Linked DNA regions of Mus musculus: regions 1, 2, 4, 5, 6 and 7 are each linked to region 3. The links are chromatin contacts, called in public Hi-C, HiCAR-type, HiChIP or PLAC-seq and promoter capture Hi-C maps. All regions are on one chromosome and are shown on one strand. Each heading gives the region's core, a stretch centred on a gene start, on an enhancer-like site or on the middle of the called end of the contact. The rest is flanking DNA. Distances are from core to core; before and after follow the strand shown.

Region 1 (2,917 bases), core at 363-2,862, 410 kb before region 3:
CTTAAAAAATAGCTGGTGACTGAATCAAAGAACTGTGTGTGCATGTGCGTGTGTGTGTGTGTGTGTCTAGATGAGCAGAAATGTTTTACCAAATAGATTTATGGGTCTTAGTATAGAGATCACCACCTCCTGGAAGCTTCCCTGGCTGTATACACACTGTCTCCCAAATCTCTGAGTTTTTGTTTTATCATCTTCCTAAGGACCTAGACTTCAATCAGGAATCAAGCCTATCTACCCACTCCTAAATATCCAGAGTCTGGCAGATGTATGTGAATCTTCACAAACATTTGTCGAACATGGATGTTGCATGTTTGCACACATGAACAAACATCACACTTATTTTTGAAGCACACACTCCTGTGTGTGCCTAGGTTATTGACTCTAGAGTGCAGAGAACTCCAGTTCTCTCCTGTTCTTCCAAGAAAGCATCTGCATCCTCTGGCCTGTCCCCTCTAACTCCTGAGACCACAGCATCTGCTTGTTTATTTTCTATGCAGCATCATTTCATGGGAGAGGAAGAGGATCATGTGCTGGACCTAGCTGTTGGTATTCTGCCACAGGAATGCTCTCACTAGCATCGACCAATGGAACTTTCTGTAGTGGTGCAAATGTTCCGCGTTTGCACCATCCAACACAGGAACCAATAGCCACTTGAGGCCAATGAACACTTGAAATACGGCCAGTGCAACTAAGATGTTGAATCTTTAATTTTATTGAATTTTAATTAATTCAAATTTAAATTGTCACATGTGGCAAATGACCACCATGTTGAAGAACATGAAAAGAATACACATTGCTTCCTCCCCAAATGGATGCACCGAGATCGGAGCTAAGCATCTAGTCAGCACAGTATGTTCAGCACCCATCAGTAGGCTGGGGGAAGCCCTGGCGTCTGTCCTATCCTGAATCCTAAAAATCCTGGGCAGAAGCAGACAGGGAAGGCTTAGCCTCATCCTTCCTGCCTAGGTCTTTCCACTCAAGTGCGAGATGGGCTGGTCCTTGTTTAGAGAACTGATGCACAAACTCCAAGGCCCCAGGGCTATGTACTGGGCTTAGAGTATGCAAGAGAGAGGGCCAATATTTAAGGTGTGTTCTTGTGCATCCCAGAATTGCAAGAAAGCTCTGTTGTACCCAGGAAGGAGCTGACAGGGAAAAACAATGAGCACATTTATCTACCCAGCGGAAGACAAAAAGAACATCAGGTGAAGGGGTTAAACTCCAGTATAAGACTTCATTTGCAGCCTCCAATACTGCAGCATATTATGGTCTAATCTAACCTGATCCCAGTTTAATGCAAGATTCTCCTGGCCCTGAGTGGAATACCAAAGAAAGCCTCAGTGGCTGTAATTTAAGCAGAGCCCTGCAGTGGTTTAGCTGAGGGCCATGAAAGGCAAATTCCAGACGGCGTTATGAATTATTGCGCCTTATGAACCTTCCTACTCTCAACAGATGCCTGCTGCCATTTAAACAGCCACTAGATCAATTAGGAATGAAAGGCACAAATCGACTCTGTACAAGGGCACTAAATTACCAGGAACTAATAATCCGAAGCATCGTGCCAGGTGGTGGGGGTGCAGCCTATGCCCCAGCCCACAGCAGCCTCTCGGTCACTGCACATTCCTTCTTCCCTGGCTAGAGGGATTGGGGTGGGGGGGTGACAGATGCTAACCAAATAGAGAGGTGGGGGATGTGGGGGAGGGGTGTAGACTGGAGTTGAGTGCAGGCTCTCCACAGAGCAAGTGTTTGTCCTATGCCAGCATGTTTGTTTCACTGTGTGTGCATGGGATGCTGTGTTCATACAGTACATATGCACATGGGGCTGTGTACATGCAACTGGGGACTGGGTTTTGTATGCCACACGCCTAGTGTATGCTTTACCTGTATGTAGTGTATGTGCAGAGTTGTGTTTTCTGTGTGCCCAGCATGAGTGACATATGGGGCAGGTAGGTGGGGCCTGTTGGGATTCAACGCTCCAGCTACAAGCATAGAGAGGGGAAGAGATTTCCTCTGATCCTACTCTTGCCCCTGCAGGGAGGAGCAAGCAGCTTTTCTTAGAATGGTCAAGGAGGGCCTCTCTGAAGAGGTGACATAAGCTTGGAATGATGAGGGGGCAGCTATGCAAAAAGCTGAGGAGAGGTGTTCCCAGCAGGAGCAGGGAAAGCAAGGCACTCTGAGGCGGCTGACACAGCCACCTGTGATAGCGTGAGGGGGACCAGGAGAGGAGTGGAAAAGATGTGGCCAACAGTAGCAGAAGTCAGGCTATGACGTCTTAGTGGGCACAGGAAAGTGCCACAGAGCAAGGTTTGCAGGGGTGGCGGTGGGGCATAAGGTGGCAGCGTTAAACACATTGGGGAACTACATCCCCTCTTCTGCAGAGCCATTGTATGGATCTGTATTACAAACCTTCCACTTGAAGGTGTCAGGTCTCCTTAGAATGGATGTAGGGGGGAAATCTGGGGCTTTTTTGTTTCATTTGAGAGTATTTTCTTTCCATCTTTCACTACATTTATTTATTTATCTATTGCAGTGTGCATTATTATTTATTTATGGGGGTGTGCGTTGTTTATACATTTATTTACTTATCTATCATTGGGCGTGTGTACTATATTTATTTGTTTGTTCACTGGAGGTGTGCACTTGCCACACTGCACATATTGGAGGTCAGGGGACAACTTGCAAGAACTAACTCCCTCCATCTACCTTGTGAAACCCTGGGGATTGAACTCGGGTTGCCAGGCTTGGCAGTAAATGCCTTAACTCACTGATCCATCCTACAGTTTGGGATATTTTCTATGCTTTTTGTGTTGGCTATGGTCCAGGGTAGATTCCATGGGACTGTGCCAGGCTCCTGCTTCCCTCATGGGCTGAGCACTGGGCAGCTGAGCAACACTGTCAACACCTCCCTTCTCTTATTCCC
Region 2 (3,003 bases), core at 369-2,868, 480 kb before region 3:
GCAAGTTCCCAATTTGGTATCTGAAGAAAAGTCAGCATTTATGAGGGGAGGGGGGCGGGGAGAAGGAAGAATAAAATTTAAATGCTAAACAAGACTAAAGGACTGAACCACTGCCCAAATGCAATCAATGGTGCTATCATAAAACCAATGGACACACACACACACACACACACACCCATATATGGTAGGATAGGGGCTATAGTTCTGTGGCAGCGCATTTGCCTTGCATTCATGATAACTTAGTATCCTAGGTATAAGCTCCAGTATCCTCTGTGTGAGAGAGAGAGGGAGAGAGAGAGAGAGAGAGAGAGAGAGAGAGAGAGAGCTAGCAGTCTGCAGTCTTAGTGTTCTTTATGTACCATCCTCAAACCAACTTCACACCATGCCCCTCCCTGCAGACTGAGCTATCTTCTGGAGGTTAAGTGACTTATCCAAGTCCACAATTGGAGAAATAGAATTATAAACAATATCTCCTTGCCATTCAGAAAATCCTTTCCACAAAAAAATATGAGTAAGCATTAAATGAGAACAGGCTGCACATCCCAGGCAAGTCTCTAAAGGACAGCAAAGACTGAAAGGAATTGTACTCTTGTTATAAGTAAGTGGAGAGAACCCATTACCTTAAGTAGGCTTGGCAATTTGGAGTCAGGAGTCTATGCTTCCAGAACAGTGAGGGGTTAGGTCTTATCTTCCTTTATGGTTATATTTTGAAGCAGTGGCTCTCAGATCCCTGAAGAAACCCTTCCTGAACTGTGGGGATGGGAGGGTGCTTATTTAGCTATTAAAATTTTTATATGTATTTGAAAAGGACAGACAGAGAAACTCTAAGAGAAAGGTAATATGGAGAAGAAAACTCTCTGTCTCTGTCTCTGTCTCTGTCTGTCTGTCTGTCTGTCTGTCTGTCTGTCTCTCTCTCTCTCTCTCTCTCTCTCTCTCTGTGTCTGTCTGTCTGTCTCTCTCTCTCTCTCTCTCTCTCTCTCTCTGTGTGTGTGTGTGTGTGTGTGTGATGTTTAGGGCTGGGAATTAAACACAGATCCTTAGGCTATCGTGCACTCTATCACACTAGCTATACCCTAACATACTAGCATACACTCTAACACTGAGCTATACCCTCAGCCATCTTCCTTTTACTTTCAGTGTGGAGAGTGAAGATCTCATTTTCAATTTACACTTTTCCTATACATTATCAGGGGCAGTGCAGATAGCACTTGAAACCAGGGAAATTAACTCCAGAGTCCAGTCTTTTAATGCCTGTCTCACATTACCTCTCTAGCACAGATTTATAGTAATGACTATACAAAGGCTGGGCTGGATGAAGCGTGAAATGAAAATGCAATAAAAAATCAGCAGGTGTCTTAGGGATGCCTGTGCATGCTGAACTGCAAGAGGAAGCCTGCTTTTGCAGAGATGTTACTATGAAGTAGAGTGGGTAGTGGGGCTGCAAAAGAAGGTGTGTTTGTCAGGGTAACTCAGTCCAACTTTTACATGGAAGTGGCAAAAACTGAGACAGTGGAGCACCACATCCTGAAAGCAAAGCTGCCTGGCCCTAAGGAGATGAGGCAGGCAAGGCTGTGCCACTGCAGGAAGCCAATGGGATGATAGAGTGGGTTTGGCTGCCTGGCTGAATTCATCACCCGCCCAGTCAGGCCATTCTCAGGCACACAAAGGGCCCAAACATAGAAACACTCAGCAAAGCAAAGCGAAATGGCAAAAAACAGAAGGAGGAGGACAGCTTCAAAGAGCAAAACAAAGCAGGAAGTGCCAACTGAGTCATCAGATACCCAGGCTAGGCAGAAAAGAGAAGGAAGAGTGAGAAATAAAAGGTGCTCCTTAAATCTATTCTATGTATTAATATGCTTAATTGGTATGTGGCAAATTTATGTGTTTATGGGCTGCAGTGTCATTTGAAACATTTTAATACATTTAATATTGTATACAGTGTAATGAAAATATCCAGGTGACTGGCTTCTCTGTCATCTAATTCAAAGTAATTTCTTTCTTTCTTTCTTTCTTTCTTTCTTTCTTTCTTTCTTTCTTTCTTTCTTTCTTTCTTTCTTCCTTCCTTCCTTCCTTCCTTCCTTCCTTCCTTTCTTTCTTTCTTTCTTTCTATTTATTTATTATTATACATAAGTACATTGTAGCTGACTTCAGACACACCAGAAGAGGGCGTTAGATCTCATTACGGGTGGTTGTGAGCCACCATGTGGTTGCTGGGATTTGAACTCAGGACCTTTGGAAGAGCAGTCAGTGCTCTTACCCACTGAGCCATCTCTCCAGGCCAAGTCATTTCTTTCTAGTGGGGTTTCTCTCCCTCTCCCTCTCTCCTTTCCCCTCCCCTCCCCCTCCCCCTCTCTGTCTCTCTGTCTCTCTCTCCCTCTCTCTCTCCCTCTCTTTCTCCCTCTCTCTCCCCCCTCCCTCTCCCCCTCCCCCTCCTCTGTCTCTCTGTCTCTCTCTGTCTCTCCTTCACTCTGTATTGCTAGGGGTTACACCCAGGGCTTCCTCCATGCTAAGTAAATGTTCTGCCACTGACTGCATACTCAGACATGTGTCAGGAAGATTTACAATCCTTTCTGTTCACTGGATGTGGTAGCACATACCTACCAGCATTTAGGAGATGTAGGCAGGAGAGAGAGCTAGAGGTTATCCTTGGCCACATATTGAGACCTTGTCTCAGAAAACAAAATAGCAAGGGTGGGAAAGATGGCTCAGCATTTAAACGCATTGGTTGATCTTGCAAAGGACCCAATTTCAATTCTCAGCACCTACATGGCTACTTATACTTACCATTTGTAAGTCCATTTCCAGGAGATCTGATGCCCTCTTCTGGCCTCTGTGGGGTACCATTTCCACACAAGTACAAGGTACACAGGCATACATGTAGGTAAAACACACATACGTGGTATTAAAAAAATGTTCTCTATCGCTTCCTTCCTTCCTTCATTTCTTTTGTAGGAGTACTTACTATGTAGATCTGGCAGTCCTGAAACGCTCTAATATAAACCT
Region 3 (2,900 bases), core at 312-2,811:
AAAAAAAAAAAAGAGGGGGGGAGGGTATGGGGGACTTTTGGGATAGCATTGGAAATGTAATTGAGGAAAATATGTAATAAAAATAAATTAATTAATTAATTAATTAAAAAAAGAAAGAAAAAATACTAAATAAAGCCAAAAAAAACTAGCAAAACCACTCTCATTTGTTAGCAAATACTAACAAATATTTACATCAAATATTTACAATCAAATATCAAATATTTACATGTGTAAATAAATCAAATATTTACATTAAATTAAATTAAATTAAATTAAATCAAAAATTAAATTAAATTAAATCAAATATTTACATGTGTAAACTTTTGAAAGGGCATTTCTTCATCTGAAATGCTTCTACCCTGAGTGTACAGCATTTCTATTCCTTCACAGACAATGACCATAGTTCCTCATTCGTTCAACAACTACATCCTAAGGACCTAGTTTACCCCAAAAACAAAAATAAACAAGAAGTTCCTTGGCCCCGTGGAATTTACAACTTCCTCAGAGTCTATCAGGATTAACCTCTTTCTTTTATTTTCTTATTTTCATTTTGCCTGGATCTGCATTTAAAAACTTATAAACTCTGAGCAACTACTTAACATTTGAAGAGTGACCAACTGTCATTCTTCTTATGTTACAGTGTCGGGAAATTGTACACAGTACCTATGCCATTCACAGCAAACAACCATGTTTGTGAAGTAAACTAGCCTACTTGCTGGTATGTAGTAAGAACTAAGTTAATATTTGATTGTGTCAACCAAAGATGAAGCAAGTTTTGGAAAACACATCATTGTTGTATAATTTTGACGCAAGAATATAACCTGTATCAGAATGGAAACAGCATCCTCCAGCAGTTCATCTTTCTTTAAGTACCAAAAATTTAGAGAAGGCTAATAAAAAGGGCTGGCAGCGATCACAGTAACCGGGTCAACTGACACTCACATGTGCTGGAATTCCCGACCAATTTGGTGAGGCAGGTTCCACCCAAGCCCCAACTGGTATTATGGCCTGGTTCCTCTCAGCCAGCACTGCCAAAACGTCCTTGCTCTTCGTGGGATTTAAAGCCAGGGGCAATTTTGTGGGATTCCGAGGCTTCTTGAGGGGCGCCATACCTCCTGGCATTGACTTCTGGTTAGAAGAAAAGAGAAAGAGGGACAAGGCTTAAGACAAGGGGGAAAGGCGTAAAAATTACTTTCTAGAAGGAACGGAGATGAGAGGACGAAAAAACAAGGATTTACTTGGGAGATGAAAGCCTGCCCAGAGGTGAGCATAGGCGGGCGCTAAGGGCAGGGCTTGAGTCTGAGATGACCGCGGGTGGAAAAGCGCCGGCCCACGGCATGGGGCTGGAGGGGAGTCTAAGGCCCGGGCAGGAGCCGGGGGTCTTAAGAAGCCTGGGCACAGGAGGTGGGGGGCGTCTGAAGCCCGGCCAGGAAAGCGGGGTCCTGTGAGGCTCCAACAGTTGGATAGGAGACCTGTGAAGCCTGGAGCCTGCCGCGATCCGGTCCGTCTCACACACAGACTCAAACTCCGCGGGCTGCTACGCAAAGGACAAACAGCAAACTGCCACCCCGGGGCCCACGCCTGCCCTGCCTCTTCCGCATTTGTCACCCGTCTTGGGCTGGGGAGGCGGGAATCCGAGCGCGGGGATTACGTCACTTCCGCTTCCTGCCCTTTGGTTGGGGAGGACTAGAGCGGGTTGTTGAATCCGGCAGCGAGCTTAGACTCGGCCTCTCTTTGGATACTGGCGCTGTAGTCTTCTCAAATCTCGAAGTGAGAGGTCTGACATGATGAACAGGCGAGTAAGCGTTCACCGCTGAGGAAATCTCGGGAATAGACAGAGCAGTTCTCAACCTAAGGGTCGCTACCTCTGGGGGTCGCATATCAGATATCCTGCAATGAGATATTTTACATTACAGTTCATAGCAGGAGCAAAATTACAGTTATGAAGTCGCACCCAAATTTTATGGTTGTAGGTCACCACAACATAAGGAACTGTATTAAAGAGTCGCAGTATTAGGAAGGTTGAGAACCACTGGGCAAGAACATGTTGCCAGTGGATCCTTGAGAAGCAAACCAAGCCAACAATCAACCAGACTGCGCTTTTATGCAGCCCCTAAGGTTTACAACGCTATTTCGTGATTACCTTTGACATGTTCTTGTGTGTGACCATCACAACTCACTCCAAACAATGCTTGGGATATTTCATTAAACCCAAAAGACATACACTCATTTTACTCAAGGTGTATATTCGTGCTGGGGGTTGAACCAAGGGCCTCTGGCATTCTAGGCAAGTGCAGCAGTGGAAACCCTAGCTGCCTTAATAATTTTGCTTTTAAGTTAGGGTCTCACTAAGTTGCCCATGCTGGACTTGAACTCACTGTGTAGCCCAGGCCTCGAACTTGCAATCCTCCTGCCTTAGCCTTCCCAATGGCTGCCGTTACAGGCACGTGTCACCCTGCTTTACTTCAACATACCTTATTGCAAGCATTTTATATATCAGTATGTTTTCTGGTTACTCCAGATACTCCCAGTGAACAAAGATCCCTTGTTTGGAGAATTTAAAATCCATTGGAGAATTTACACTGACATTGATAGGACATTTCCAGAGAAGACATCACTAGGGCAATTGAAGTTGATCTTTGAGTTTTGTTTGTATTTCATTTTACTCAGTACTGGAAGTTAAGCCCAGGGCTTCATACATGCTGGTCAAGAACTATATACCCTGCCAACTTTTTTTAACTAGTCTACTTTTAAACAGAAACTATATATGATCATAGAACAAGCCTTTATACTCTTCAAGGGAGGGTTTTAGGTATATAGTTGATTGTTTCACAGCTTTTAATGGGATCTCCTAGGTAGTTCAGGTTCCTCCTGCCTCAGCTTCCCAAGGGCTGGAATAA
Region 4 (2,700 bases), core at 157-2,656, 450 kb before region 3:
AGGATTGGTTCACAACCCCTCATAGACAGCAATATCTATGGATGACCCATTCTCATTCCATAACATAGCACCCTATTTCCATACAGCCTACACATCCTACACAGACCTGGGAACTGAGCACTATGAAAACTCAGAGGAAAAGCGTATATGATGGCCATATTCTCCTTGGTGCCAAATATCATCTCTGGATTACTGACAATATTTCAGATAACCATGTGGAAATAATCATTATACCATATTACTTAGGGAAACAATGTTAAGAAAAAGAATCTGTATATGCTTAGTGCAATTTTTTTCAAGTGTTTTCAATCCATACTTAGTTCAGACTGCATGACATAGAACTTACAGGTATGCAAGTTGACCACACATGTCCTCCATTACTGATCTACTACTGATATCTCTTCCCTCATCTTCCCACTGAAGACATTTCTGAGTGCCACTGAAACTGTCACAGAGCAAATCCTCAGGGAGGCCTTTTCAGCTTCCTTAGGCCAAGGTGGTCATCAAGGCCTCTGAATAAGTGCATTGTGCTCATAATACAGGGACATCCATAGCCAGAAGGAAACTATGGACTACCCTTAGGCAGGAACTCTGGCTCATAAGAAGTTATCTCAATAGTGCCCAGACCAGTCACAGGAATGGTCCAATTATGGTGTATGAGTATACAAGTCAACAGACACAACAAGAAGGACATATGGATGAGGTTGGTTCTTGAGCAGAGTTGGGTCAACAGTTTACACAGGCTGGATGTCTGCTGCTTCCTGAGTGCTAGAAGTCAGAGACATCTGAAAGTTAGGAGTTCACAGCTGAAAGGTGGAGGTGCGAGCACCTCCACTGTAGGTAGTGTGTACTAAGGCTCTTTGGGTCATAGGAGAAGAGTGGGTTTGTTTTGTTGGGGAGGATGCCTAGGGAACTGGGGCCTCAACTGGGCTTTGAAGAATACCCAAACTACTCCAGTAGAGGAGATAGAAGCCTTTAAGGCAGGAGCCTTATACCATGACTTAGTCAGATGAGCATCTCTTCCCCTGTAAGGACCCCAGAGAGGGAAGTCTCCTAGCCTACTATGGAAGAATGATGCTTCTTGTCTCTAAGGAGTCTCTGCTTCTGGCACTGAAGGATTGAGTATCTTAAACACAGATTGACATATTTCCACCTTCTTGAATGAGTATGGCTCAATATTCATAGATTGTTATGCTATAGATGGGATTTTTAGATCTCTTATGAGCACCCCTACTAACAGGTCCCACCACCTCTCTGTCCCAGCGTACCACCTCAGGAGGCACAGGGTGGAGCCTGTGGATGAGTAGAAACAGTTAGCCCAGCTTTGGGAACAGGTGTGTGGGCCAGAACATTCCTGGCACCACAGTCAAGTCCCGGGGAGCAGTCCAGCTTGTACACGCCTTAGACCACATGACTCTTGAGGACAGAATCAAAATAGTCCTGGCTTCTGGACAGACCACAATTGAGTCAGGGCTACTTTTAGCACAACTGGAAAGGCTTGAGTCCAAGGACAAGAGAGGGAGTGAAATGAGATCTTAGGAGATGAGCATTGTCCCCTGGAAGCTGTGCTGTGATCACCAGCTGGAGGAACTCTGCTGAAGGCCAAAAGGAAGGGCCCAAGCTGCAGCTCCCTCCAAGTGAATGAGTCTTCCTTGAAAAAGGTATAGCCCTGACTAGCAAAGTCAAGATCCTTCTCAGTGCCTGCCTGAAGACTTCTACAACTGGGCAAGGCTGCTTGATGGTGAAGAGCGGTTGAGGAGCAGGTGGAGTCTTGTCTCACTCTCTGGTCACCGTTGGGCCTCGGCTACTCATTCTGTGTCTTTTGTCCTTAGCTTTCTCTGGTTAAAATGGAAGTAACTTCAGAGTGATGTACAGGCTGACAGAACAAGAGTGTTATATCCCTACTGATGCATAGCAGCCTCTCAGACTCCTTCAGTTGAACACTCAAGACAAGGAACTTGAAGAATAGGCATTAAGTAGGTGCTTTTTGGCTCCCTCGCAAACTAACCTAAAAAAAAAACAAAAACAAAAACAAAACTCCTCTGCAGCATTCCTGATTCTGCCCTTTATACCTCCACAACTCTTGTTTCCTTGGATTCAAAGGACACTGAAGTAGCTTCTAGTTTGAAGAGTGAGCTCTGGTCAGAAGAAACTAATCCAGCACTGGTTTTTTGTATCTCTGGCAACTTCTTTCATTCAAGGTTACCCTGTGATGACCCTCCCACCTCCCTAAACCATGTGGATCTCACCATGTGGTTGATTGGGTCACAAAGGGAGCTGTGATGTGGGGAACATCAACCTGTGGGTATCAGTGCCCATACTGACAGCAGACTCAGTAGGGAGTGGGCTTCCCTTTCCCAGACCTGCGCTAGAGCCTACCAAACCTTTCTTGCTTTCCCCCTCTTGGCAACCATGGGCTTGTTTTGGAGCCTTCAATCTATGGGAATGCCACTGCTCAGGAGGGCCTGGAACCCAAAGGGAGGTACCCAGTAGGGGCAGAGCTTTGAAATGACCATATGGTGTCACATCTAACATGACACGGATGCCAGATGCACCCTGATTTCAGAGATGATAGAGCAAGCAAGCAATCATGCAAGCAGACAAGTCATGCATTGCTTGACCGAGGCAAGTGCAGTTAGCAATGGGAACTCTTGCCATGTTTAGAATGCTCATTCTTTCTTGTTTTTACTCCTACCCTTT
Region 5 (3,030 bases), core at 84-2,583, 430 kb before region 3:
AGAGGGCAAAGACCCCACCTTGCTGTGATGTCAGGTTGCATATTAGTCTGTAGCTCTGTGGAACGGTGGCGACAGGGCAGCTCTGACTCTCTAGGGACAGTCTTCGTCATTTTTTTTTTTTTTTTTTTTTTTGAAGAAGCCACTGTGGCAGCAGCGAAAGCCCTGGGGAAGAATCTATTGGCTAAATACATGGTATTGTTGTCTTCTCAACAGCTTCCTGGAGGCTTATCTGACTCCAGACCCAGGCGGCTGCTGTGTACACTCACAGAGGGACACCCACAGGGAGCGGAGAAGCACAGTGGTTGCAGTGTAAGTGACACTTCCAGCATCCAGTCTCGCATCCCTCTCGAGCTGTCTAGGCACCAGGCACCAAAAGCAGCTGAAGCTGAGCTCAGTCCAAGAACTCTGCTGTCTCTCTGGAGAGCCACAAGAAACCTGGCCTCCACAGGTGGTATGACCCCCCCCCACACACACACCAGTTTATTTGAGGTGGACAGGCAATGAGTCCCTCAGAAGAGGCTGAGCAGAGGGAGAAGCAACTTTACAAAAGCAAGGAACATGTGCCCCCAGAGTGCCACCTGCAACACCCTCACCCCTGCCCTCATCTTATGCACATCAATCAACGGTCATCAGTTTTACTTCAACTCTCATTTCTGGAACAAAAAGGAAGACTTCTTCAGAGAAAGGGATTTACTAAGAAACAAGAGGGGCTCTGGGATGGATCTTGGGAGTGTGTTTGTGGGATAATGGGGCACACAAAAACTGGCTGTGACCACAAGATTGGATCTGTGCTCTGACATCAGCTGGAAGAGTTGTCCGTCTCCTAAGACTTCTGTCTTTACTCTTAATAGGGAAAGGGCCTGAGATGCTCAGGAAGTTATTTTTCACCTAAAGAAGAAATTTCTGGGAAGCACACACACACGATCTCACATACAAATACTCACACACATTCACACACATGCACATATGCACACATACATGCATGCTCACACCCACACACATTTATGCACATATGCATGCATGCACACACACAAACACACACACACACACACAATGGGGTAAAAACCTAAAGCATGACAAAAATAAATGATGGAAACATTCCTCTTGAATGTATTTTGAGATGTTTGGAATTTTTATCTTACTAGGTTGTCCCTGAAACAGGGAGATAAACTGGATGACCTTGCAAAATCCCTTGCATTTTAGGATTAAGAAAAAAACAAAACAAAACAAAAAACCGATGGTCTCTAGGATTCCAGTGAAAGGATTAAGGAACAGGATCCAGATACAGGGCCCAGCCATCTGCTATCCTTGCCCTGGCCACTAGGGGTCTCTGCGGATCCATAGCCTCAGACCAGCTCACCAACCCCTCCCAGATGGCTACCACCAAGACTAACTTGCCTGGTCCGAGGGGAGGGTGGGACGTATTTCAGTGTCCCACTTCCACTGGAAGCTTGTCCCATCTTTCTAGGCATGGACGCGGACAGTCCTCTTGACTCTTCCTTATTTCCTATCACCTTTTACAGGGCACACAGAAAGGTTCTCTCTTGTGCAGATGTCTGTTGCCTTAGCTTGGGAATAGGTTTGTGAGGGAAAGAAGGCTGACTCTTCCTTTGACACTGTGCCTAGCACATTTTGGAGTGCGTGCTAGATGCTTCATAGATCTGTGGTCTAACTGGGCTGTACGCGCGTCTAGGTGGTTGAGGAGGTTGCCTCTGTCCCCAGACAGCCTTTCTGGCAGAGTCCCTCTGTTCTATCACAGCCAGAGTCCTGCCTTAGACCAAGAAGAGCTAGGCTTGCAAAAGCAAGGAAGCCAAGCACATATAAACAAACCATCTAATCCTGTCCTGTTCCACCCCAGCTGGGGGCTTTGGCCTCAAGGGAAAGGCACTCCAGGCCTGTGGAGACAAGCAGCAGCTGCTGCTCTTAAGGAACACTCCTTCCCGGAAGGAGCGGGAGCTCTCAGGTTTCACCCACCGGGCAGGAACTACACACTATGAAGCCCAACAGAAGTCACAGCTCTACTGCTATGGCGCAATGGGGTAGCACAAATCCACTTCTTGCCTCCTTGGTCTGGGGTGCTGCTTTCCCGTCTAAGTGGTAATACTCCTGAGGTGGACCACCTTCCTTTGTCCCCACCCGATCTGAAAAGTCACAGGTCACGTCCTCAAGATGATCAAGCATGGGGCAGAAGTCCTAAGGCCTTGGCAAGAGTGACTGCAGTATACCGCCTTCCACCTCCCTGATAACTTTGGAAAAGCAAAGCTTGCTGCATGTCAGGGAGAAGTCTACCCCTCTGAGGGAGAGATGGGCCGTCAGTGACTTCCATAGACTGCTGGGGAGTCCCAGAGCTAAGAGCTGGCTCCTTTACAGGCTGCTAAGCCCAGTACATTAGGATGTCCTACTTACTTCCCCATCTTCCAATCAGTTACCAAATCCAAACTCATGCTCCACAGTAACTGCTATGTCCCCTCAAGTCTCTGCATCCCTGGATTGCAGTCATCCCATGCCTAACCTGGGACCAGGAACCTTGCTCTCCTCTCTATCTGTAACAGGATGCCACTATGTTAGAAGAACACAGGCTCTATAATAACCATATACACATTCACTACTTAGTGTATGGTGTCGGGCCTGTCTCTTTTCTTATATCCTTTTCTCTTTCCTTGGGTGTCATAAGGAAATATAATGTCCATCTGAAGTCTTGTGAGGGATAAATTAAAATTTTACACATAAATACTTAGTGCACGCTATTTTTGTGATACGGGGAGCTCAGTCAATGCTGCGGGAGCTCCTTTCTCACCAGTTCATGTTGTAGCCATAAAAGCTCAATTAATTTGTCCTGCAATGTGTCTCCAGCACTGACCCTATTGTATATATCCCTATTTACTCTTTAAAATATTGAGCAGTTGGCTATAATAGTCAACATCGAAATATATCTCCTAAGGACTGGGGAAAAGGGGGCTTAGCAGTTCCGAGTACAATTCCAGAAGACCTAGGCTCAATTCCCAGCAACCACAGGCAACCCTCGGCTTC
Region 6 (2,886 bases), core at 177-2,676, 290 kb after region 3:
ATTCAAAGGGAAACACCCAATATGACAACTCAAGATAGTGTGGTACAAGGTCTGGGACTGGAGTTACACATCTGGGATTCCTACTCTTTGAGCTGTGTAATTGTGAACAAACATCTTTCTTATTTTAAGTATTGCATGACTTAATCTATGTGAAAACATGCTGGGTGCTAGCATTTATTATTGTTGTAAGAAGTCAGGACATTTGCAGGGAGAGCTGTCTTGTTAGGAAAGATGACAGATGGTGTTTGAAGTAATGCAGCGGTGAGATCACAGTTAGAAATTCAGGACTGGAGCCCATGGAAGAGACCATGGCTGGTGGGGCACTCAAGAGTTACTGATAGACAGGTGGCTGGAAGCATGAGGGAAGGAAGATCTGGAGGCCGGGTTTAAAAGGGATCTTGGAGGAACAGATTGAAAACTTCACTAGTATTTGTAACATCTTTTGAATGTGACCAGTTTTGTGGGTTTTTTTTGTTTGGCAGTTACATATCTTCATTAGTCTTCGTATTTGTAAGAAGCACCATGGGAGGTTGAACCAAGCTTCTTCGCAGTACTTCAGATTAGGAAAAAAACACAAGCATTTCATTTGGGTGTGGAGTATGCTGGTGCCCCCACGTGGCCAGGGTGCAGCAGTGCCGTCTGGACAATTAAGGGAATTCTCAGTCAACTGCCATTTTGAGGAAAGGACTTTTTGACTTTGAGGGTCGATTGTAGTGGGTCTTTGTGTTGAACTTTAGGCTGTTTCTAGTGACTTTGTTGGTTCGTTCCTATTATGTCACTTGCTGGTGACTCGGGTTCCACTTGCAGTCCTTGCATTGAAAGAAGATGGATTACTCATTAGATCTCTCTCTCTCTCTCTCTCTCTCTCTCTCTCTCTCTCTGTGTGTGTGTGTGTGTGTGTTGGTGCAGGTGCATGCACTTATATGTAGAAGACCATAGGACAACTTTGGGTATGGTTGGTCATGTGCTATCCATCATTTTTTGAGATCAAGTCACTCATTAGCCTGGAATGTGGTCTCTGTTTCCACAGTGCTGGGATGTGATTTCTGGTGATCAGACTTTCCATGCAAGCCCTGTATTGGCTGAGCTGTCTCCTCAGCCTTATTCTTTTAGTTTTTATGAGATTCTGGTGTGAAGCACAGTTTGTCATTTCCTATGTTAAGACAGATTTGCATGCTGAATCTTAACAAGAGAACTGGAATGTTCCTTTAATTCTGTGCCATAGTCAAGGCTGTGGCTTGTCACTGTTTCAGCTTTCTGTTTTCCTAATGTCACACTCGTCACTCACGAAGCAGAAAACATCTTTAAAGTTTCTTCTGGCCATGTGATGATATGAGGCTTTTTTTTTCTTCTGGGCAGCAGGATGAGTAAGACTGGATAGAACAGTCTGTGTAGCTTCCCTGATGGGGTCAGACGTTTTGAAAGAGTGTCAAACGACAATTTGGATGCTGGCCAGACTGTGGTCTGATTTACTGTTAGATCGTGTTTGTAAGAGAGACAGAAAGTAGGTGGATGTCTTCCATTGGCTGGAACTAGGACTGGGAAGAAGGTGCTGTCTAAATCAAAGAACAGTGTGCTCGTAGGAACCAAAAAACTAAGAAAGTAAGAAATAGCAGGAAATACTGTGTCACAGTAGTTGTAAGGTTTTTTTTTTCTTCTTTTTTCATTTGATCTTTTATTATGGTATACTAGTTATATATAATGATAGGTTTCATCAGGATATTTTCTTCATGTACATAAGCAATTTGGTCACATTCACCCCATTACTCTCTCTTGTCCCCTCTCCCTCTTGCTAATCCTGCTTCTCTTTCCAGGTAGCTCCTCTTCATGTCATGTGTGTGTATGAGTGTGTATGTGTGTGAGTGTATACTTGTGTGTCTGTCCATGTCCCAATGCGGTATCATGGGTGCAGGTTTGCTTATCGGAGCTTGGGTACCTTACCAGTAGCTACATCACTGGAGGAAATGTCTCTCCTTATCAACTGTTAACTACATATAAATCCTCAGTGGAGGAGCAGGGGTGGGGGTAGGAGTCCATGAGCCCCTCCCACTTTCATGATATTGTTGACAAGCCCAGTCTTTTACAGCTTTTATGCAGGTAATCACAGACATAATGAGTTGTGAGTTCCAGTATAACTCACATATAATGTAAGGGTATATGTATCCTTAGATACACACATAGAGTGTATCATCTTAGAATTCTTCCTAACCTGCTTCAGTATCCACATGGCTTGCTCTCTCTTGTTTATTTTGTTCATTGGCTATATCTCTCCTCTGGAATGTGATCTTGTAAAATTTTTGCCTTTTTTTTTTTTTTGTCTGTGTTAGAATCAGAAGTTAGTGGTCCATTCCTCTAAAGGTATACCCTTCCTTTGACTTTTACATTCTTCTCTGCTTCTTCCTCAATGCTCCCTGACCTTTGGAGGGATTCATACAGTCATTGAATTTATGCTTGGCATTCAATAGCCATTTGTTCTCAGTACTTTGACTAGGTCAAGAATCTTCCAGGAGCCTCTGTTCTTTGCAGGCTAAGGGGCATATCAACTTTCAGCATGAAGTAGTTAGTCTTACTGCTCACTGTCTAGAGTCTAGCACTTACCCTCACTGCTCCTTCACTAGCCAAGACTCCCATTGACTTAGTGTCTCTTATCAGAGCCTTCCAAACCCTCCTTGCTTCTACCTTGACTCTTTAGGACATTCTCAGAGTATCAGTCAAGGTTCCAGGGTCCCCCCTCTCCCATTTGAGTGGCAGCTGATGCTAACAAGGCCAAGTATGCTTTGCTCCCATCACCTCCTGACCTTACTTCTCAATGCTCTCTACCTATTCCATTTGACTCATACTGGCCGCCTAATTTTTTTTCCTTACATACACTAGGCGTACTCTGAC
Region 7 (2,941 bases), core at 284-2,783, 380 kb before region 3:
GTCTTGATTAATTAATTAGTTAATTCACATTTCATAGGCAGTGGTTTACAAAGAGTGTTACCAGATGCTGCCTCCCCTTAACTGCATACCTGGTTATCGCTGACAGGAAGCTGTAACAGAGACCAGGCAAGGGAGAGGAACCTTATCTCAGACTTCTCCGTTTTGGGGGACGTGACCACTCCTCACTTCCCATTCATTTCCAAAGGAGTCTTTACTCCTGTTATGGTCCCAAGCCAGCCAGTGATTTCCAACAGACTCTTTAGGGAGCCTAACAGAGTCTGATTGTGTGCATGGGTCTAGTGTGTGTGTGCGTGTGTGTGTGTTCTTAGCTGGAAAAACATATCTGATATGCCTATTGTGTTCCTAATAAAAAAGTAATTAAAGTTCAATCCCACCTGGGCCATGGAGATGTGCAGAAGATGCAGTGAGGAATCAAGCCAGAGCATAGCTGAGCAGATGCCGAGAAACCGCGCCTGGGTTCATACTAAAGTGTTCATAAGCTTCAGAGGCAAAAAGGGCAGAAGTTCCACTTTGCCTCTGCAGAAACAAAGGCTCCATAAGGACAGGAACTCTAATTCTGCACCCCCAGTACACGGCACACACTTGGCAGGACCCGCAGGAAGCACTCAACGTTTGTTACAAAGATGAAGAGACTGGAAGAGATCATTGCTGAAATCATTCGCCTGAATTTGTGTGTTAGATAGCAGCAGGGTCAGACCCAAGATGCCTGAATGTCTGCTGTGGGGCGTGATCCTGCTCTACCAACTCCAAGAACAACAGGAGTCCTGGTGTCTTACTAACCTAGCCCCTCATGCTAAGCCATAGGGACAGTGAGTCTCTTCAAAGGTGGCACGAGAGAGGACACAGCCTGTAAAGTGCTTCTCAACCCTGCTGCTCACGTGGTCACCTGTCCCCTGATTTATTTTAGGCTTTGTATCCTTGGGCCATTAACTATTTTTGTAGCTGTTTAGGGCACTTGTCCTATTTGGAGACAAGAAGATAGACAGTAAGACCTCTTGCTTCTGGTAACTGAGGTAAGAAGGAGGCTAATAAAGGCAAAACCTAAATCAGACCCTGAGCATGTTTTGTCACAAGCTTTTTTTTCCAGTCCTGGGGACAGTCCACCATCTCATATGCAGGGACAGAGAGGGCTCAGCTAGACCCGGAGTTTGCTTTTTCCCTCTATGCAATGAAGAATCCAGGTCTAAAGAAATGGGTGGCCCAAGCAGGCAGGGAGAAAGGTCACTGAATATAAAGGGAAGAAAGGCCCACAACAAAATAAAAGGAAGAGAAGAATATGTTTTGATGAATCAAATCGAGGGAAGGTGGGTCTCCCATATGGTCCCTGGGGTGTTGCCCCCGGGGGCAGAGGGAACTGTCAATCATAGCTACAGAAAAGGCTTAGGGGAACTTTCAAAGCAGATGAATTAACTTTATGCTGCAAAGTGAATGTGTTTCACAGGCAGCTGAGCAGAGGACCTTGCAAGGCAGGGGGCTCCGGGCCTTAAAGAGATGAGAGGAATGTAAAGGACTGTGACAACATCTGAACCTGCTTGCCCGGCACAGCTGCCTGGCCTGGATGGAGGCCATTCACAGCCAGGGGCCCCATCCACCCCCTTCTGCCTTGTTAATGAAACCAGCATGGGGATCCTAATGACTGATCAAAGCCCAGCCAGCTTCCCCAGGCCCGATGCACCCCCGGTTCTGCTTGGAGCATCTGGGCTAGGACAGGGAGGGGAAGCAGGGGCAAGTGGGTCGAGAATGCTTTGTAGCCCCATCTCTGGCTGTCTTACCTTCCCAGTTGCAGAAGGGGGGAAGGCCTCATTTTGACCCTGGAACTATGAATGCAGTTTCCTTGGTCCCTGACATCGTTCTCTTTACTCCAAGAGTCACAGGGGGATAAAGCAGTGGACCTCTGTTTCCATTAAAACTCTGGTTCCATTAAAGGCCTCAAGCAAATGTTTGCCTTCCTTCCTTCTGAAGGGAGCTTCCACAGATGAGCCTGAAAGCTGAGTTCTCATTTTGTCCATCATGCTCTCTCTGATGAACCAGGAAGCCAGTCCCTAGTAAACTGCCAAAGTCCCTCTCAGGGTAAGTATTGTTCTGTCATTCAGCAGCGGGAGCTCCCGGCTACCTGGCTATCCATCGATTCCCGTCTACCCTACGCACACAGTGCCACATCCACCAGGGCTGAGAAAGGACCCATTAAGATCTCTGCTTTCTGGTTGAATGTTCATGTAGCAAGCAGGGCCTGCTGTAAATGTGCAGACAGAGAATTTTAAACATTGACTATCTAACCCAATAGACCAGATGATTTAAATATGTGTCTTGCTTATAAACCAAGACCATCTATGGAACAGTAGATGTGTGTTTATGTTTGAGGAAGAGTAGGATGGAACTTGCTGCTTCCTCTTTCCTTGGTAAGGGCTTGGAAAGGGTAGAGAAGCTGTTGCCTTCACTACTAAATCCCCATTTCCTGGAATTGCTGGTAGAGCTGGGAGACCTTGGCATTGTGGGAGATGCTGCCTATGCATATGCTGCCTGACAAGGAACAGGAGGGCTTCAAATGTGTCTGAGGTGGGAGAGAGAATACAGGTAAGGATATAGGACTAGAAGGACTCACAGGGTGGTTGATCCCATGAGAAGTCTAGAAAATTTATATATATATATATATATATAATACATAATATATAATATACAATATTATATGTGTTATATATATATATATATATATATATATATGAATGCTATGACTTGGAGTTAGAGTTAGTAGGGGTTCTGGGGTAGAAGGAGGTGGGAGCTGTAAAAACCCCAGTGACTATGATGACCAGGCCAGAGTTGCATAAGAACAGAAACAATGATAGGCAAATCACCACGATGCATTGAACTGAGGGTTCATCCATGCACTTCCTATCCAGCCTCCCGGTATACAACATTTTCT

Evidence for each region. Promoter capture Hi-C pulls out the DNA fragments that hold promoters and counts their contacts. A called contact is a pair of places that touch in the nucleus more often than the background predicts. HiCAR-type assays count read pairs that join an accessible place to other places. HiChIP or PLAC-seq counts read pairs in DNA pulled down with a chosen protein or histone mark.
Region 1: a contact with region 3 is called in a promoter capture Hi-C map of cranial neural crest. The contact joins the enhancer-like site here to the promoter of Ccdc15 in region 3. A contact is called at or near these places in 7 of 39 promoter capture datasets (cranial neural crest, embryonic stem cells, frontonasal cranial neural crest and 4 more), 7 of 115 datasets of contacts at active chromatin or transcription factors (astrocytes, cardiomyocytes, embryonic basal ganglia and 4 more) and 1 of 9 other capture datasets (embryonic stem cells).
Region 2: an H3K4me3 HiChIP or PLAC-seq map of stem cell-derived neural progenitor cells shows a contact between it and region 3, with 2.3 times the contacts expected there. The contact joins the enhancer-like site here to the promoter of Ccdc15 in region 3. A contact is called at or near these places in 10 of 39 promoter capture datasets (the 3T3-L1 cell line, 3T3-L1-derived adipocytes, the HPC-7 cell line and 7 more) and 2 of 115 datasets of contacts at active chromatin or transcription factors (the NIH/3T3 cell line and stem cell-derived neural progenitor cells).
Region 4: a contact with region 3 is called in a HiCAR-type map of fibro-adipogenic progenitors, with 4 times the contacts expected there. The contact joins the enhancer-like site here to the promoter of Ccdc15 in region 3. A contact is called at or near these places in 16 of 39 promoter capture datasets (the 3T3-L1 cell line, 3T3-L1-derived adipocytes, the C10 cell line and 10 more), 1 of 484 Hi-C or Micro-C datasets (cerebral cortex), 17 of 115 datasets of contacts at active chromatin or transcription factors (astrocytes, double positive thymocytes, embryonic basal ganglia and 8 more) and 3 of 9 other capture datasets (adipose tissue, embryonic stem cells and liver).
Region 5: a contact with region 3 is called in a HiCAR-type map of fibro-adipogenic progenitors, with 4 times the contacts expected there. The contact joins the enhancer-like site here to the promoter of Ccdc15 in region 3. A contact is called at or near these places in 15 of 39 promoter capture datasets (the 3T3-L1 cell line, 3T3-L1-derived adipocytes, the C10 cell line and 9 more), 1 of 15 datasets of contacts at CTCF or cohesin (the NIH/3T3 cell line), 1 of 484 Hi-C or Micro-C datasets (forebrain), 9 of 115 datasets of contacts at active chromatin or transcription factors (embryonic basal ganglia, embryonic midbrain, embryonic stem cells and 3 more) and 3 of 9 other capture datasets (adipose tissue, embryonic stem cells and liver).
Region 6: a contact with region 3 is called in a Hi-C map of cortical neurons, with 1.9 times the contacts expected there. The contact joins the enhancer-like site here to the promoter of Ccdc15 in region 3. A contact is called at or near these places in 16 of 39 promoter capture datasets (the 3T3-L1 cell line, 3T3-L1-derived adipocytes, the C10 cell line and 10 more), 2 of 484 Hi-C or Micro-C datasets (both in cortical neurons), 6 of 115 datasets of contacts at active chromatin or transcription factors (embryonic stem cells, extraembryonic endoderm stem cells, large pre-B cells and 3 more) and 5 of 9 other capture datasets (adipose tissue, embryonic stem cells, liver and 2 more).
Region 7: a contact with region 3 is called in a promoter capture Hi-C map of pre-B cells. The contact joins the enhancer-like site here to the promoter of Ccdc15 in region 3. A contact is called at or near these places in 15 of 39 promoter capture datasets (the 3T3-L1 cell line, 3T3-L1-derived adipocytes, the C10 cell line and 9 more), 2 of 15 datasets of contacts at CTCF or cohesin (the NIH/3T3 cell line and large pre-B cells), 2 of 484 Hi-C or Micro-C datasets (cortical neurons and olfactory sensory neurons), 10 of 115 datasets of contacts at active chromatin or transcription factors (astrocytes, bone marrow-derived macrophages, double positive thymocytes and 7 more) and 2 of 9 other capture datasets (liver and macrophages).

Annotation. Positions count from the first base shown.
Region 1 is chr9:36,937,204-36,940,120 of GRCm38.p6, forward strand. All of the region lies in intron 5 of Pknox2 (Pbx/knotted 1 homeobox 2), which reads right to left. Among named protein-coding and RNA genes, the nearest start is that of Gm34652, 35 kb to the right of the region's middle. Within about 2 kb of position 1,613, at least 9 of the 459 cell types and tissues checked have an H3K27ac peak or open chromatin away from gene starts, as enhancers often do.
Region 2 is chr9:36,863,988-36,866,990 of GRCm38.p6, forward strand. The region is part of intron 5 of Fez1 (fasciculation and elongation protein zeta 1 (zygin I)); the gene reads left to right. Among named protein-coding and RNA genes, the nearest start is that of Fez1, 33 kb to the left of the region's middle. Within about 2 kb of position 1,619, at least 41 of the 459 cell types and tissues checked have an H3K27ac peak or open chromatin away from gene starts, as enhancers often do. A contact at or near this core is called in stem cell-derived neural progenitor cells, where this site is marked.
Region 3 is chr9:37,346,796-37,349,695 of GRCm38.p6, forward strand. It overlaps Ccdc15 (coiled-coil domain containing 15), which reads right to left and starts at 1,562. Exons shown (of 16, transcript NM_001081429.2): 1 at 1,239-1,562; 2 at 943-1,128. The coding sequence starts at 1,122.
Region 4 is chr9:36,897,340-36,900,039 of GRCm38.p6, forward strand. The region is part of intron 10 of Pknox2 (Pbx/knotted 1 homeobox 2); the gene reads right to left. Among named protein-coding and RNA genes, the nearest start is that of Fez1, 66 kb to the left of the region's middle. Within about 2 kb of position 1,407, at least 18 of the 459 cell types and tissues checked have an H3K27ac peak or open chromatin away from gene starts, as enhancers often do. A contact at or near this core is called in fibro-adipogenic progenitors, where this site is marked.
Region 5 is chr9:36,915,223-36,918,252 of GRCm38.p6, forward strand. The region is part of intron 7 of Pknox2 (Pbx/knotted 1 homeobox 2); the gene reads right to left. Among named protein-coding and RNA genes, the nearest start is that of Gm34652, 57 kb to the right of the region's middle. Within about 2 kb of position 1,334, at least 70 of the 459 cell types and tissues checked have an H3K27ac peak or open chromatin away from gene starts, as enhancers often do. A contact at or near this core is called in fibro-adipogenic progenitors, where this site is marked.
Region 6 is chr9:37,635,910-37,638,795 of GRCm38.p6, forward strand. The region is part of intron 7 of Siae (sialic acid acetylesterase); the gene reads left to right. Among named protein-coding and RNA genes, the nearest start is that of Tbrg1, 20 kb to the right of the region's middle. Within about 2 kb of position 1,427, at least 12 of the 459 cell types and tissues checked have an H3K27ac peak or open chromatin away from gene starts, as enhancers often do. A contact at or near this core is called in cortical neurons, hippocampal neurons and neural progenitor cells, where this site is marked.
Region 7 is chr9:36,962,823-36,965,763 of GRCm38.p6, forward strand. The region is part of intron 4 of Pknox2 (Pbx/knotted 1 homeobox 2); the gene reads right to left. Among named protein-coding and RNA genes, the nearest start is that of Gm34652, 9.8 kb to the right of the region's middle. Within about 2 kb of position 1,534, at least 19 of the 459 cell types and tissues checked have an H3K27ac peak or open chromatin away from gene starts, as enhancers often do.